Regions from separate parts of the Mus musculus genome. Here region 1 is linked to region 2. A link is a contact called in public Hi-C data. All regions are on one chromosome and are shown on one strand. Each heading gives the region's core, a stretch centred on a gene start, on an enhancer-like site or on the middle of the called end of the contact. The rest is flanking DNA. Distances are from core to core; before and after follow the strand shown. Region 1 overlaps Pde7a (phosphodiesterase 7A). Region 2 has its middle 240 kb from the start of Gm30789.

Evidence for each region. Hi-C and Micro-C count contacts between places; a contact is called where the count stands out from the background.
Region 1: a contact with region 2 is called in a Hi-C map of liver, with 2.5 times the contacts expected there. The contact joins two enhancer-like sites. A contact is called at or near these places in 1 of 484 Hi-C or Micro-C datasets (liver) and 1 of 9 other capture datasets (pancreatic islet).

What each region holds. Positions count from the first base shown.
Region 1 is chr3:19,224,335-19,228,415 of GRCm38.p6, forward strand. Pde7a (phosphodiesterase 7A) reads right to left here. Exons shown (of 13, transcript NM_001122759.2): 13 at 1-3,507. The coding sequence ends at 3,302. Among named protein-coding and RNA genes, the nearest start is that of Mtfr1, 38 kb to the left of the region's middle. Within about 2 kb of position 1,572, at least 6 of the 459 cell types and tissues checked have an H3K27ac peak or open chromatin away from gene starts, as enhancers often do. A contact at or near this core is called in liver, where this site is marked.
Region 2 is chr3:18,876,334-18,880,033 of GRCm38.p6, forward strand. No RefSeq gene overlaps it. Among named protein-coding and RNA genes, the nearest start is that of Gm30789, 240 kb to the left of the region's middle. Within about 2 kb of position 1,463, at least 3 of the 459 cell types and tissues checked have an H3K27ac peak or open chromatin away from gene starts, as enhancers often do. A contact at or near this core is called in liver, where this site is marked.

The sequences.
Region 1 (4,081 bases), core at 322-2,821, 350 kb after region 2:
AGGGATTAGTGCACCTCTAACCTATATCTCAGGTACAGGATATTTTTTTCCAAGTTTGCAAAGGACAAAAAAAATGTAAATTTTGCTTTTTTCTTTTAATACGGAGATTCATTACAAACTAATATGTTTAGAGTACAGTGTTGATGACCATGTTAGGACAAGACTTGTTAAAATTTTTTCTCACCTCTAGAGCAGAGACTCCCTAACCTACCCCAGCGCCCCTTCAGCAGTGGGCCCAGATTCCCAAATGGCTGCTACATACTCAAAAATTCTTTGAAGTGTCCAATATATCATGAAATACCATGAATTTTGTGCTACTCTGAATTTGCTTTTTTTTTTTTTTTTAATGAATTTGCTTTTTAAAAAGTGACCTAAATGGTTCCTTAAATTCTTGTAGAAAACCCAGCTGATCAAGGAAAATAGGTTGAGGCAGGTAATTCCCACAGCTGCAGAAAACAAATGTGATGGGTTTGCAAGCACCACTAAGGTGACCCTTTGAGAAGCTGAGTCAGGAAAGCTAAACCTTCCTGCTATTAAACTTGAACACAATGGAGCTGCCAATCAAGCCAATGTATAGAAGCCGCTAGCGGCAGAGAACCTCTAGCATCCAGGGGAGGAGGAACCCAGTTCACAGATATGATAGTAGCAGCTATCTCCACAGGGAGATGGATGCTTTAGGAAACTTTGTGTCCCTTGCTCAGAATTCTTGCTGAGGAAACCAGCTGATCCTAATTTGGCTTCTGAAGATTTACCTAAAGGGAGAAAGATTGGTAGTTATGTTTTTCATTGCAAATTAAAATACCAAGACTTTTCTTTGCAGTTATCAGATACTGTGTGAACTTGTTTAAGGTAATGTTAGCTTGCAGGAGACTTCCTCAGACCCCGGACGGTCAAATATGCTGTCACTTTAGGAGGGGCCAGTGGCTGTCTTTGGGTAATGACTATTATCCTGTACCCATGCTAATAGGAGAGCCGAATGTGGGCATGGGTGACCACTTGAAATGAGGCTAGTATAAATTGAGATGTACTGTAAGTTTAAAACACACACTGGATTTCAGAGACTTAGCAACCCACTTTAATTATACTAAAAGAAAATATTTTGGATATATTAGAATTACTAAAGTTTCAGCTTTTCTAGAAAACTGGGCAAACATTTGAGTGGGTTCACTAACACTTGTACTTTCTTCTAGGAAGTAGGAGCAGATACGTCTGATCTAAAACGTGAACGGTATCCCTTCTCATGAGTTAGGCCTGGGAGGGCAGTAAGGCCACTCTATTGGCACTGTGGATGGTGGCATACACCTTTAATAGTAGGACCCAGAAGCAGGGAGGTATCTGAGTTGAGGCCAGTCTGTCTACATTGTTACCAGGCTATCTGAAAGAAAGAATTAAGTGGTTATTACTTACTGCTGTAAAAGGCCAGGAATACAAACACAACTGCTATTTTTATCCCTTTCAAGGGTGTGATTTCTTAGGCAATTTCCAACAAATGCTATACAAGAATGACCAAACGGAACCAGACCTTGCCACACTTGTACGGTGCAGAGTGAGGCTCATACACTCCAGGAAGACAAAGTCTGCATACAACTTAGACTTCAAAATACCCAGGACTGAACGGGAGAGGCAGCAGCTAACTGATCACCTAAGAATCCAGCATGTCACTTCCAAAGGACTGAGTGGTAAGGTAGAGTGCAAAGATTAACCAATGAGCAAAGACCGGTTTTATTTGTCAATCAGAAGGTGAAGCAACAGGCACGTGTTTAAACGAGTGTGCCCAAGCCTTCACACATGGCTTTACACTCAAGTTCTCTCCCAAGATGGCTGTTGCAACAAACTGTAAACATAATGAACAGTCTTAAACAGTAACAAGGGAAATAGAAGGTAACTAAAAGAAAGCACCGTTTCTCTTAAACTAGGTTACAGTTGTGCTTGCTCTACATAAGACCACTGAAAACAACTTACAAAAGTGGAATGTTTTAAGTCTAAAATTAGTCCTTAAATTTTATCCTAGAAAACATCTACTCACATCAAAAGGTCCGCCAAAGGGTAATGTTTCATCAAAGTGGGGGAGGGGGGACAAGAAAACAATGCACTTTTCAAATCAAAATGAGAAGTTTGGTCACTTAGCTTTGTGCATAGTTTAAGGCATCTGGAGCAATCTTACAGCTTCACCTACCTTCCCCTCCCCCAAGTGTGGCTGCTCACTATGTCACATTCTAGAACAATAAATAAGAACTTACACTTCTAATCCTTTCCCACATGGATGGACAGAACATGCACAGCCATACATGCACAAACATGCACGCAAACACACATCCATACAGCCATACACAACATACCTCTCACACACTGCAGCGAAAGGGACTTTAGTACCCTTGATTTGAAGGACACACTTCCCTAGCCCACTTTATTTCAGATTGGCAAATCCCCTGAGCTGATTATGGTATGTTAAACATTCCACCTTTTGCTTGCATGTGTAGGTCAAGTGTACAGTAGTGAAAACAACATGCAGTGTCTTCACTGCAGAGTCAGAACACAGCTAGGACAGTGGTGTTCCTTCCCTCCCACCCCATGTTAAAAACTAACAGTTAAAAAAGGAATCTGCATTGCCAACCACGCTGGAGTGAAAAGCTTCGTGTGGCGTCTGTGGTAAATAAATGCTCAGTCTCCAGGCACAGAGCAGAGCAGCAGGTGGGAGGCGATGATGACATTGACATCCGAAGAAGAAAAGGCAAATGCTGCGAAGAGCTGCAGTCTCCAGCTCAGCTGAGAACGGTCAGTGGTTCCTTCACAACGATGCTCCGAGGCAATTTAGAACCAATAGTTCAGATTTGATTTGTAAACATTTGATTGATTCTTGCCAGAGGCAGCAGAGGCTGGGCACTTCACATTTCTGTTTTCTCAGAGAGAATGTAGTGGAAGGGACGGATGCGCTGTTGGACTGGACTGGTTGCATCAAGATTGCTGCTGAGGTTGAGTTCAAGTTTCAGGGCTTGAAGGACACACACTCTGAAAGCACATGGCACACCTAAAACATCATCTTCCTTCGTTAAGAACCCTTTGTGGTTCTCCTGCTGAGCTTTACAGACTTAAGGTTTCATACAAAAGCAAGATGCATATTGCTGTATATTCATGTCTTACCATTAAAACGTGCGCTCGTATGATCTAACAGAAGACATCTTGATAGATAATGCTGGCATCATCCCCTTGGAAACCTCAGCAGTCAGAACCAGTTCTTCCACTCAAGACCATTTCACATTTCCACAATGTTGCAGGAGGGAGTTGTCCCACTGGTTCAGGGTTATGATAACCGATTTTCCTGAGTTAGTAACTGTGAGTTCAACTCAAATGCAGCATTGGCATCCTCGCTGCTGGGCTGTTGTCTCTGCAGTCCCTTCCAGCTGGCTTTATTCAGCCCCACATGTCCAAGCATCGTCTGTGACAGCCGTGTGTCTGAAAACCTGGCCCACTCTGTAAATAAAGGCTCCACTAGGTAAGTCATAAAACCTTGAGAGACAGAGGAAAAAGCTGTTAAAATATGTCTTGAATTAATCTTTAAAACATCTAGAGTTTTAATGTTCTTCAGTTCCACTCCAGTGTCAGCCAAAATATTAGCTTTTAAAAGGTCTGTGTGTACATGTGATTTACAAATTGGGATTTCTGAAGTATTCAGTGGAGCTCTGGTCTAATCTATTTCTCTCAGCTGAACAAGCACATCTTAAGCTAACACACGTGATGGCCATATCAACTCTACGGGCACTAGAACACAATCCAGGGAGACAACTGCTGGCCACTTCCTCAGGGATGGAATATTACACCTGGCATGACTTATTTAACTCAGAATGTACAATGTCAAAATTTCTAAGAGATAGTATTAAAATAATAAAAAAAATAGTTTAATATTTTCACTACTAAAGTGAGACTGTCTAGAAGACGTGGGGGTCAGAGGACAGCTTGTGGGCACTGGTTCTCTCTCCACCATGTGGGTCCCCGGGGTCAGGCTTGATGGCAGGGTACATTTACCCAGTGTGCCATCTCAGCAGCCCCCATTTTCTTCTTTGAGAGAGTCTCACATGTCCCT
Region 2 (3,700 bases), core at 213-2,712:
TTTGAACCTATTATTCTATGTGTTGTATGATTCTCTGCCTGCCTTTCTTTCTCTTCACTTTCTAAAGCAATCCACATTTTGCTCTACCTAAAGAATGGCCACATTTGGTTGGGATTAGGCACCCAAGCAATAAGACTGGGTCTCTGCTCTTTGATTTGATAAGGAACCTAACCTAAGCTCTATTAGGAAGTCATGTTCCATGGGTTCTGAAAGGATAAAGTGTCAATATTCTTATCTCACCATTATATTCACCATTATAAGATATTCTTATCTTATTTCCTTCTCTCCCCTGACCCCACTAAATCTAATGTGTGAAATCTAAAGCAACGTGCCCTCAACACTACAATCACAAACAATTACACCTTAGGTTAGTCACTCATTCTGTCTTCTGGGTGTTGTGTACAGCCATGATGACAATTAGAACAACAGAGGTCATATCTATATCCGCTCAGCTCCCAGCCATTCAGTTTATTACCATAACTGACAGCTTTTGCCAGAAGCACTTGCTAAGATCAGCTGAATGCCGTAATGCCCATGTTCAGGAGAAAGAAAATGTGCTGGTCATAGTTCATCAGCTCCCCATTGACAACTGTGATTAGCTATTTGAATCTTCGAAAAATCATCTGGGTTCTAGACCCAATAAAAATCTTCACACCACAGTGCTAGAGGTAATCAGGACGCCATCTCCTTGAAACACAAATATAATCTGAAAATCTTTTGTCAATGCACATGGTGTGATCTCTGTACCTTATTCTTGCTGGGAATGTACAAGCCACTGTCTTAACCACTGGTAAGTCAAATAATAAATTTGTTTCTAAGAAAAAAGTCTTTTTGAAAACTACCAATAGAGTGATTTCTGATCCCTGGTTCAGTAAGGCTGCTTCCACTGTTTGCTCGGAGTCAATGTGTATTTGTCCACAGCTCTCCTGCTCCACACACAGGGTTACACAACAGTTACTAAGAAAACAAGTGCTCAGAGAACAAACATTGTATGATGAACTTACATGTAGTATCTAAAGAAGCTAAATTCATAGAGACTGAATTGGAGGCAGGTTTGGCAATAATGGATGTAGATGTGGTATCCAATAGGTTTGGTAAAATAATCCCATTGTGGAGAAGGATGTGACAGACACAAACTAATGTAGAAACACTCAATATGATGGAACTGTAGGCTTAAAAATGGGAACAATGGTAATTGTTATTACAGTCATGTTTTACTACCATTTTTAAACTGCACACATTGAACATCTTGAGTTATTTCTCTATTCTGTCCATAGAAACCTTCATTTATCTGGATGTATTGAGTACTTATCACTTGTCTAACTAGTGAGCATGCATAAGACAAGCTACTTATATGTGGGGGTATTTCTGCAATGTGGTCCTTTCTCAAGGTACAAGGTGGCTGGTGCAGTGCTCCAGTGTCAATACATGCCTGAAGCTCTATGTCAACACTCTAGTGGAGCCTTCCATGGGACTGGGCAACTGGGTGAAGGTAAATCGTGCTGGCATGCTTTTTCTGACTGGGGTAATAACTTTCACAGTAAACAATAATGGACTTTCCAGCATTTAGGGACCTACATCAGAAATACGCGCTCACACATGGTAGAGAAATTAGTGTGACTCAAGCTGAACACAGTGTTTTTATTGTTGTGACAGACTGCATAATGTCCATGACCACTGCTTGCCATCCCATTTCAGGGCAATGATAGCTTTTAGAATAATGTTACCAAATACTGTTCATAACTCACTTGGGTATAAAGTTAATTTAGAGAGTTATAGCTTGTCATTTAAAATGAAACAGAGTAGAAACACGTGTCTAAGTCTCCTAGTGTAAAAATAAAACATTTTATTTTGTTTATTAATACATTTGTCATAACTGAGAGCACTAGTCAAAGCTTCATTTAACAAACTCTCTTTACCATGAACTCTGTTGTTTCCAACTAAACCCCTCTTTGTATTGATTTTACTGGGCATTGAAGAAAGGGTACAGTCACATCCTCATTTCCATCATTCTCCATCCTACTAATTCACTGTCTAGTGCCATTAGGTTAATCACTGCCGCACACCATACAGAACATTAATTCATCTGTAAAAATGCATGTCACAAGCTATACAAAGTATAACTAAGGTAAGAACTACATAATGTTGAAATTATGCAATTTATATATATTTATATCTGTAATGTCAGTTACACCTGCTTGAAGCTTATTTTCATTGCATTTATTGTGTATATATGTGTGTGCACACAGGTGTCTATTGTTGTGGCACATGTGTGAAGGTCAGAGGACAACTTGCACAAAAACAGTTCTCTCTTTCCTCCATTGAGGTACAGAGTATTGAACTCGTGTCATCAGGCTGTGTGGCAAGTGCCTTTCCTCACTGAGCTGTCTCACTGACCTGTTTTAAGATTTCCCTAATCTCAGCTTATACAAAGCTGGAATTGGAGTCCATTATAACTAATTGTGTGTGTGTGTGTGTGTGTGTGTGTGTGTGTGTGTGTGTTTCTTTGTAAATGAAATTCTCTTTCCCTACAGTGTGTGAGTTGGGGTGGTCTATCTAGTCATCTATCCCACTCCTAACCAGCTGAACCTAATAAGGTATGTGTTTCTGGTTCCTTCTATAGTCAGTAACTACAGCATGGGATTCCTATAACATGAACATATTGCCATAAAATATTTATCAAGAACTACAAGCTTTGGAATGACTAAAGGTATATTCATTAGACTCACCCTTCTTTATGCCAAATGAGCAGGATTGTGTCCTTACGGTGCTCACATTTGTTCCTTTATTGGATTACTTTGAATATGAGTAGGATACCAAGCACATTAGGAATTAGTCCTGGTTCTATTTGATTATCCTAGTACAATCTTTTTAAATGTTTTCCTTATGACATTCTTTTGTATGTTCTGTTGCTTGAAGTCTTGCAAAGTACCTTAAAGCATTTTTGAAATAGAATAAATCATAAACAAAGAAGCGAGTGAGCTCCTCTTCTTCTCCTGTCTATAGCCACTGTTCATATACACTGGATTTAACATGTGCCTCAATTACTGTAAAAGCCTTCTGGCTGGTTTCCCTATTTTCTCCCCTCACAAATGTTGAATTCCTTTTCTTCAATATTGTTTTCATCACTTCACCCAGCTTCTCAAAATCTGCAGTTGCTTGGCAATGCCACTGTAGGTAGGTACAGTCTTCAGGCTGACATTCTAAATCTTCCATCAATTGCCCACACATTTCCAATTTTATCTCCCGTTTGACTAACAAGGTGGATTTTGCTCACATAATACAAAACGATTGCCATTGTCTCTACCTGCTGCTTGTCATTGTGTAATGCCCAACTCTAACAACTACTATTTATTACTTTTCAGAAATTCATTGTCTTACATTAGAAAAATGTAAATAATACTTACATGGATTTTATGCAATGAGACAGCACAGGAAAGAGCCTATACTAACTAGTGGGAAAACTGTATATCTCTTAAGTGCATCACACATCCCATAGAAGGCAAAGAAGAAGGTGAACAAAAGGAGATAAACAAGAGTGAACTAACCATTTCATTCCTTCTTCACAACTTCATCTCATCCCTTTAGGCCCGACCTCTAACACTGTCTTATGGGGATTACATTTTCAGTAGTTTTGTGGGTAACATAGTCAATCCATAGTCGTTCATTATAAAGTTTCTAACCAACTGTAATCTCAACA